2 separate regions of the Arachis hypogaea genome follow, and region 1 is linked to region 2. A link is a contact called in public Hi-C data. All regions are on one chromosome and are shown on one strand. Each heading gives the region's core, a stretch centred on a gene start, on an enhancer-like site or on the middle of the called end of the contact. The rest is flanking DNA. Distances are from core to core; before and after follow the strand shown.

Evidence for each region. Hi-C and Micro-C count contacts between places; a contact is called where the count stands out from the background.
Region 1: a Hi-C map of leaf shows a contact between it and region 2, with 2.9 times the contacts expected there. The contact joins the enhancer-like site here to the promoter of LOC140183025 in region 2. A contact is called at or near these places in 4 of 8 Hi-C or Micro-C datasets (leaf and an unstated tissue).

The regions. Positions count from the first base shown.
Region 1 is chr20:32,405,780-32,410,584 of arahy.Tifrunner.gnm2.J5K5, forward strand. No RefSeq gene overlaps it. Among protein-coding and RNA genes, the nearest start is that of LOC112784063, 27 kb to the right of the region's middle. Within about 2 kb of position 1,537, at least 1 of the 3 cell types and tissues checked has open chromatin away from gene starts, as enhancers often do.
Region 2 is chr20:31,930,206-31,935,509 of arahy.Tifrunner.gnm2.J5K5, forward strand. It overlaps LOC140183025, which reads right to left and starts at 3,550. Exons shown (of 3, transcript XM_072231024.1): 1 at 3,415-3,550; 2 at 2,826-3,157; 3 at 1,986-2,000. The coding sequence starts at 3,550. The coding sequence ends at 1,986.

The DNA.
Region 1 (4,805 bases), core at 287-2,786, 470 kb after region 2:
ACATGAACATAAGTGAAGGAAAAGAGAAATGGCTGAAAATTCACTACATGGCAAAAAGTGATGAAAATGAGAAGAGTGAAAAATGTTATAGATAAAAAAGGGTCAATTCTCAATTGAGAGTAGGGCTGGAAATAGGTAGGGTAGGGTAGGGTTTGGACATTACCCTAACCCTACCCGCGGGTTGAAAATTTCATTAAAATTCTGCCCTACCCTACCCGCGAGTTGAGAATCTCTCAACCATAACCCTAACCGCACTCTAAAGTTCTAAACATTATCCTACCCACAGAAATATCAATTTTTTTCAAAACAAATATAAAACTCAATCATTCCAAATTTCATACATATTAATAAAATAAAAAATAAAAAACTAATGATCCAAATTACTAAATTAACTAACTAATTTAGTGGTTGCTCACTTATTGCAAGTCATTGCATGAGAGAGGTTGTGGATTCAACTCTCACCTCCCTCACTATATACCTAATTTTTATAAAATAGGTGTTATATATAGGGTGCGGGTAAGGTAGGGTACATCCTAAATCCGTACCCTACCCTACCCGGCATACCCAGATCGATCTCTACCCTACCCGCAGCGAGTCGGATAGCCTACCCTATCCGAACGGGTTGGTCTGGATTGAATACCCACAGATAGAATATGTATTGTCAGCCTTAATTGAGAGATTATGTAATTAAAAGGTATAAGATAAAAAAAGACGTATATTAACACTATGCTTATGCTTAGTATGGCTCTTAATTCCTAATTTTAGAATCTTTTTTCTTCTTCTGTTATAGCAATAACACTAATTTTTTTGTCAATTTCAGGTGTAACTTGAAAGTTTATGATACTTTTAGTTTTTACCTTTTTTTTTTTCTTTTTATTTTGTCATAAACTCTTTGACCGTATCTATCTTTTTATTTGTAAATATTATTTGGATCTATTTATTTTTGTTGGTAGTTTTTTTTTTAGTATTTACCAAGTATATGTTAAAATATTCGTTTGTCAGATTTCATTCTTGTGAGTTAATACTATTTAAAAAAATTTTATAATTATTCTACGAGTAACTACTACAGTTAATAGTCTAGATAAATGGGATTTATATTTATTTTAAACCGAGTCTTACCAAATCCAAAAATAAAAAAGTTTATAACGTATGTGTATAGTATATATAATAATATAGTATAAAATACGAGTTGACACAATAGATTGTGCAGTGGGTGGGGGGATTGGCCACTTAATTACCATAAGTCGGTGGATTCATGAACCAGACTATTCAACGACGTGTGTTGATGTTCCTAACTTAGTAATTCAGAAAACTTGGTTTAAATTAAAACACAAATTACAACCCACCATATGCTGGGAGATTTTATTATTGGACGTACACTCATCTCATCGAAGGCTTTCATCTTACATAAAAAACAATAGTTTATTAATGTTGAATTTTTCCAAATAATAATAGTAGGGCCAGTATTGTCAACCCTCTATTAATTAATGTAAAATAATTCGTCATCATGTATTAAAGGAATAAAAAGACAATACAACAGATGCACATACACATACTAATATTCAACCACTAAAATTTAAGCACGTGATTGATTGAAACCTATGTGCAGATATAATTTTTTAAATAAATTTTCAAATTAGGTCTAAAAAAATCTAAATAAAATATTTTAATTTATAATAAATCATATTTTCTAAATTTTTTCAAAAATACTCTTGTAAAAAGTTTTTTGTTGTTTTGAATAGAAGTTAATTTATTTTATAAATTTATTTTTGAAATCTAATTATCTTATAAAAAATATGTTAACGATTTATTTCTTAAATAGACATATTAAAAACTTGATTAAGAATGATAGAGAGAATAATTTATCATATTTGAAATGAAAATTTTTCAAATTTTTTATAATAATAAAAAATTAAAATATTTTATCTAAAATTTATTAAAATCAATTTAAATATTTACCTTTTTTATTTTATTTTGATGGCTATTGACTATGAGGATTTTGTCTACTAGTGAAATTTCTCTATCCACGAACCTAGTATAGAATAATACAAATGCTTAGTGTTTTGATGATGATCAAGTCATAATTAAGTGTCCATTATAATTAAAAAAATATAAAAATTATTAAAATTTATTGTTTTTAATTATAATTTTTAGTTATTAATTTAATTAATAGTTGAAATTTAAGTGCAGTCAATTTCACATGAAGTAGATAACTAAAAGCTGTTAGATTAAAATTTAATCAAATCAGTCAAATCATTTAACGATTCTTACTCACGTGAAGTTTACTACAACTGAGTTTTCACCCATTCAAATTCAGTTTAGTTTGAAATTAAGCATTTGGCAAACACGTAGTGGTAGGTAGTTTTAACATCAACATCTTAGTATATAAAAATAAAATTCGTGTGTCAAAATCATAGTGGTAACCTTTCATTGTCTTTATAATATTAATTAAAATAAAACAATTCTCTACATGTCTATTTTTGTTTGTTCCCTGTACAATTTGTCCAACTTGTGACTTGGGTTTTGGATAGATTCTTTACTAGTAGTAGTTCTAGATGGGAGAAAAGATTAGTGGATAATTAATTGTATGGGATGATCACGGATTAAGAGAGAAGACCTTGATTGTCTTTTGAGTCCTGAGTTGAGTCATTCAATTTCCTTTGTAATGATTCTACTATTCTATCGATAAGGCTAGAAGAAAGCAAGAATTCAGAACAGAGAAGAATAATCTACCGTAAAGAAAAAATTGAATTAATGTGAATGAAAAGTACAATTGTTATATATATTGGACTCAGCAACTATTTATATATATAGTGCCTTAGTCTCAGTTAGAAAATCCATACAGTCTCATGTCATCACTCTTGTGCAGAATCAAACCATGGTGCTTAGTGCCTTGCAAGTATCTAAGAACTCTCTTTGCTGTCTTTTAATCTGGCAGTAGGAACTATGCATAAATTGACTAATTTTATTCACTATAAAGGATAGATTTGGTCATGTAATTAGGGCTGTTAAAATGGATTAAACTTATCGGACCAGCCTATTTACTCATTTAAAAGGGCGGACTTTGCCTCTAAAATTAAGCTCGTTTAAATTTCGGGCTAAACGGGCTGAACCCGATTAATCCAAAAAAAAAATAGCGGGTTAAAGGGGCTAGTTTGCGGGCTAAATGGGTGATCCGTTTATTTTTTTTTTAAATAGCACTTTTAGCCGAAATTTCTCCCGATCCGATCCGAAAATTTGATCCATCAACTAAAAAAATATTATTTTTTAAAGATTTTTTACCTAAAAGTAGTATTTTTTGTCAAAATATTTTTCAAAAAATAAAATAAAAGAATGAATGGGCTGGCCCATTTAACCCATCGGACTTATCATAAACGATCCGGGCTAAAAAATTATGGCCCGCGAATAAAACGGACTTAAACAGGCCAACCCTTTTAACTCGCGGGATTAATGGGCCGAGTCTAAATGAATTAGACTAGCCCGTTTGACAGCCCTACGTGTAATCAGTAAGTATTATAAAGATCCAACAACAGTTCTAAACAGCTTGGGATCTTCAAATTTTTCAGAAACTGTGGATAGTAATTGAAGAGAAGAAGATACCATAGGAGTAAGTATAGCATTAGCTTGTCTCATTCCTAGTTTGGACAATAAATCTGTAACATATTTCTTTTGTGAAAGATGAATTTATCCTTGTTCAGTTTTAGTAACTTTTATACCTAAAAAATAATTTAATTCTCCTAAATCCCTTAAAGAGAAAATTGTATCCAATTTGTGTGTCATGTTCTGAACAGCAGTAACATTATTTTCTGTGACGATTATATCATCAATATATATAAAGCAGAATTGCTTAGCAGTAAAACAAGAAAATCAAAATTAATTGGTACAAGTTAGTTTTGGTTTGTTGTAATTCTGTTAGGCTTAGTTGGTTGGACTCTAGCTATATGTATATATATATGAATAGTTGTTGTAAAGAAAATAATCTTTTAGATTCAATAGCATATAGAAAAGTATGACCAACATTAGCAATTGAATACTCAGAAGAAGAAGCCAAATTCTACTGAGAAGAAGTGATATGGTGAGATGCTCCTGTGTCTGGATATCAGATAGGGTCAGAGACTAAAGAAGAAACTGTCAAATAAACACTTGAATTGTGAAAATTTAATGTTGGAGGAGGTGGTGTAGTCGTGTAGGTGCATAGATCAGAGTTCACTTGTAAAGATGTGGAAGAAGTAAAGCTAAAATTGGTTGGAGAATTGAATCTGGAATTTTGATTTTGTGATGGAGGTGGTATTTCTTGATCAAACCTATAGAAACAATGTCAAGCTATGTGGTCAATCCGGTGCTTAGATTGTAATCATCTTGTCTCCATTAAATTCGGTGGCAGAGAATTAAACATTGGATTATTTGCTGGAGGAGTTGAATGAGAAGTTATGACTGGTGGTGAGATGGAATCATCTGAATTTTTACTTGGTAATGCCATGGATCATAGAATCAATAATTATGTAAAGATTTTACTATGAACACTCTATCAATAGAGCTAGAAGAAAGCAAGAACTCAGAACAGAGAAGAAGACTGCAATAATCTGCCGTAAAAAAAAAAACTGAATTAATGTGAATGACAAGTACAATTACTATATATATTAGGCTCAGCAATTATATATATATATATATATATATATATATATATATATATATATATATATATATAATTAGAATCCAACCAACTAAGCCTAATAGAATTACAACAAGCCAAAACTAATTTAAACCAATCAATCTTGATTTTCTTGTTTTGCTGCTAAGCAATC
Region 2 (5,304 bases), core at 2,300-4,799:
CTTCGTGAGCTCTAAGCTCTGAAGCTTGTAAAAGATGGTTCTGGGGTTAGTATCGAGCTTCTCCTTTGTACTAGCGAGGAGAGAGTTTGTGAAAGACGGGGGGAGTGAGAGTATTTCTATATATACATCCTTTGTTTTACTGAGCTGTTCGTGAGATTCCCTTTCTCAAATTTTGAGTGTAAGGTTTTAACTCTACTTAACTGTGCTCCTTCACAGTTACACCCTAATTCGTGGGCGTTTCTGTGAGCATTTGAATGTCTGATGGAGTTTTCTGCCTCTTTAAATATTTTCTTCTCCTTGTTTCAATCGAAGAGGGTGCGAAAGGGTTTGTGGGTATTTTTGAGTAGCTTTCCTGGATGCTCTATCTTTTTTTTATATAAATCTTCCTTTAAGAACTTCAAGTCCATGTTTGTAAAGGTTCAGTCTTTAGAGACTGAATATCCTTTTTATTTAGATAGTGAGTTGATAGAAAAATATCCTCTGTATTGGTGTCCGGAGCCAATGTAGATTCTTGAGGATGCGGAGAGGAGTGAAAAATATCTATTTTTGGATTTTCTGATAGAAAATTTTGTTGCTGGTGAATGCTTATCTATTCATAAGTTATTGCATTTTGAAAAGGAGAATGATAAAGAGGGATTAAAAGCTTATATAGGTAATGTACGCCTATATGTTTGGTTTGCTGATTTCTGGTTTTATACTTCATTGTTGTTTTCGTCTGTAGGTGGATGAGTACCTCATCTGAATACCTCTAGGTTGCACTCCTTTTTACATAAGAAAAAAGTAAAGGGCGGCAGTGTTTCTAGAGTGGTGAAGGAGGCTGGTGGGGATGCTGCACATTCTACTGCCAAACCTACTGCGTCGTTGAAGAGGAAAAGAGATGAGTCAGATAAGTCTTTGGAGGTTATATCTGAGGGAGATAAGGGTGTTGCAGGGTGTGATAGGTCGGTGTTTGAGAGACAGAAGAAACTTCATGGTTTTATCGAGGGGGTGAATCCACAGTCTCTCTGGAGCGACCAATTTCCAATTGGCGAGCTTGCTGATAAGGTTTTCCATTATCCTGGGGATATACGGCTGACTCGCCGAACTAGTGTGGAAGGGATGGGGAAGTTCATCCAGGTTAGTGACATTTTTGCTTCATTAATTTAGCTTCTGTATATTCATTTTTCATTTGTTAACTTTGTTTTGTAGATTGTGGCTTCACGCTTATTATGTGTTGGCCGAGCAACCGAGTTGTTGGGAGGGGAGCAACAGGCCGCTACAGATAAGGTCGTTGGCTTAGAGCAATCTGTGAAGAAGATAGAGGATATTATTGTTGATGTGACTGCAAAGATGAAACGTGGGAAGGAGGAGATTGTGAAGCTTCAGGATCAAATTCGTCTTCTTTAAGCCGAAATTAAGGAAAATGATAAGACGAAGGGCAAGATGACATCTCGTATTCATAAATTGGAAGAAGAAGGCCTGGAAATGTTTGCCACAGGGTTTGACCGTGTTGTTAGTCAGGTCTCTGTGTTTTCACCCAAGTTTGATGTTGTCCAACTTGATGTGACCAAAATTGTGATTGATGGAAAGCTGGTTGAGGATGAGGCAGGTGAGGAACACGATGAAAATGTTCCTCCCCCCTCTTGAAGAATTCAAATATTATAATTTTTAGGATCTTTAGTTTGAAACTAATAATTTGGTAACCGACTTTGGATCGGCTTATTTTGTGAATTGCTAATCCGCCTTATAATGTCGGTTTGACTTAAAAGTAAAATTGACTTGTGAATGCATGTTTGTGAATATTGTTTTCAACTTGCTTTTTTGTTGTTTTGAATGATTGAATAAATACGTCAATGTAGGAAATAGAAAAAGAAGAAATGAATGCATTTTTATTCATATGGAAAGGACCTTTCAGTTTTGAAAGGTGTGGAGTGGTTGGCCTCGTTAAAACCTATCCGAGTAAAACCCTCCTTAGACCATCTCCAGTAAAAAACTTATTCCAGTCCCTATTTATGGCCCAACTGTCATAAAAAGTAACTCCACATCAACTTTTGCGTCATAAACAGTAAATAGGAACTCAAAGTATCTCTCTCTTCTCCATTAGGAGGAACTAACTTTAGCCCTTGTTGTGGTCCTACTTAATTAATTAATTAAAATACTTAAAATTAATGTAATTAATTTTTTCAATAATATTATTTAAATTTATAAATTTAAAAATAATTCACTATTAAAAGATATTAATATTAAATAAATTCATATATAACAATAATACACAATATATAATTCGGGATTACACTAATTTGTAAAATTACTTAATACAAAAAAAAACATAATTAAGCTCTATAGTTGACGACAAGCATTGTGAAATTACCATATGTGTTCAATCAAGTCTTCTTTCAATTGTCTATGCTGCTGCCTATTTCGAAGTTGGGCATTTCTTTGGAGAAATTGATGGTATGGTGCAAAATCTTCTACTCCCAGCCGAGGTTGTGATAAGCCATTTTCGACATCATCATACTCTAAGCCTTGAGCAAAATTTCCTGCATAAGTGTCTCTTTCATCCTCAACAATCATATTATGCAATATAATACAAGCTCTCATTATGTTGGCAAACTTCTTCTTTTCCCAAAAGCGAGATGGACCACGTATAATTGCAAAGCGTGCTTGCAACACTCCGAATGCTCGCTCCACATCTTTTCTTTGCCCTTCTTGGTATTGTGAAATAACTTGCGTTTCTCTCCTTGTGGCTTTGAGATTGATTTGACAAATATGGCCCATTCAGGATAAATACCATCTGCTAAATAGTATCCCATAGTATAATTATTACTATTAATAGTATAATTTACCTCCGAAGCACGGTTATTTAGAATATCATCGAACACTGGAGAACGATCTAACATGTTGATATCATTATTTGAACAAGAAACTCCAAAGAACGCATGCCATATCCAAAGGTCTGAAGATGCTACAACCTCAAGTACTATGGTTGCAACCCCACGATAACCACTCATGTACATACCTTTCCACGCCTTTGGATAATTTTTCCATTGCCAATGCATGCAGTCAATGCTACCCAACATGCTAGGAAAGCCACGACCCTCCGCCATTTGTAGCAGGCGTCGTACATCATTTGGATTTAGTTTTTGCAAGTATTCATCCTCGAACACTGAAATGACACCTTCAACAAATTTTTCCAAGCATTCAATTGTAGTGCTCTTGCCTATGCGCACATAATCATCAACAGCATTAGCTGCTATGCCATATGCTAACATCTGTATCGCAGCGGTACATTTTTGGAGTGGTGACAAGCCTCTTCTTCCAGTTGCATCAACCCTCTGTTGAAAATACGGATAGACGTTTGAGAGAGCGTCTACTATCCGAAAGAACACATGTCTTCTCATTCAAAATCTCCATTGGAAAATGTCAGCATTATACACCAGTTCATCTGCAAAGTAATCTTGGAAAAGGCGATCATGTCCTGCTTCTCAATCTCTGTTGATCCATCTACGAGGAGTTGGGATAGAGCTTCTATTGATATCTTCTTCTTCTGAATCTTCGAGTAAACACTCATCGATCCAATTATCTATGAGTGTGTTATCTTGCCGTCTTCTTTTGTCATACAAAGCCTCATTAAACATATCATCAAAATTTCTAGCCATATGTAGAAATGTAATTTTTAGTTCTCTTTCGAGGTGAGAAACAAGAGTTGAAGTGGAGTTGCAGAGTCATTGATAGTTGATATTTATATGTTTATCTGCAATAAGTACCTACTCCTCAACCGCTAGTTTTACAACGGCTACTTAACGTGTAGTTTTGCAACGGCTAGTTTTGCAACGACTACTTAACGACAAGTTTTTTTTTTCTAAATTTAAAACGGCTAGTTTTGCAACGGTCACTTTCATGAACAATAATGGCACAATAATATTGACTAATTTAAAAAGTTACATCAGAAATAAATAAAACAGACTACATCACATACCAGTAATACGCAATAAAAATAAGAACATACTACATAACTCTACGAATACAAGGAACCATTAAGTAAACCACTTAGCGATTATTTTTTCACATGCAATCTCATGAAGAGCTCGTCGTTTTTCACTCATTGTAGATGTGTTAGCATTAAGTATTTGCATATCGATTTTTTTCCCTTTCCTTAGCCATCCTTTCCATTTCCCTTTCTTTTGCATTTATCTCCATTTCTTTAATATACCTCTGAGTTTGTAATTCTTGTTCTTTCATTGCCGCTTGAATTTGTAACTCCTTCTATTTGATTGCCATAATCTTTGCTCTATATTCCCTCTCCTCTTCTCTTTCTTTTTCCCTATCCATTAGTTCATTTTCTCTAACATTCTTAATATCTTCCATGAGAGATAATTTTTTAACAACCGATGATTTCTTTTCGCTAAAATCTTTAGACATTTGTGCTTTTTTCTTACCTTTTCGCTTGCTCTTCTTTGATCCTTGTGGGCAAACGGGAGAGTCCACACCGGGTTCGTCAGCCAACGGTGTTTCTGGGTTTGATGAGGATGAGTATGCTCTAGTTGTATTAACTTTGGTTCTCTTTGAGCCGCCACTCTGTGTAGGTAGTTGGCTTCTCCATTTTGCTCTAAACGAAGCATGTTCCAATGCCTCTCAAAAGTAAATTTTTTACCATAATTTGTGGAATAAAGTTTATAGGCCAACTCCTTTATATCATCAACGTTCGAACCACTCCTTATGTTTCGACTAGCTTGATCGTAGCAACCAGCAAATTGTGCAGCAGCCTTGTTGATCTTATACCATCGTTTCTTACATGCAACTACCCCCTTGTCATGTCGGAGCAAAATTCTTCATAATAGCTGTGAATTTGACTCCAAAATATTTTTCCCTTTTGATCGGTACCAACTATAGGGTCAGTTGAAATATTTAACCATGCACTGATCAGCATCTCATCCTCTTTCCAATGCCAGTGTTGAATACTATCTTGCCTCCGATCTTCAATATCATCATCATTGAGGTGATAGCATCTAATCCACGAGGGTTGGCAAAATCTGAATATTACGAATTTGGATTAGATTGTATAGGAGTCTGAGAGGATGGGTTAGAAGAGCCACCAACATCAGATGAGTTATGTCTTGATGCACTTAATTGAGTTGGAAATGGCAAGGAAGTTGGAGTAACATTTTCGATAGAGGGGTTAAATATGGATGAAAATAGAAAATGTGGTGTTTGTAAATTTTGATTTTGCGATTGGAATATAGGAAATTGATTATTATAAGGAGCTTGAAAATTGAAAATAGAAAGATTTTGTGGATTTGGATTTTGAAATGTATTCGGTAGTGT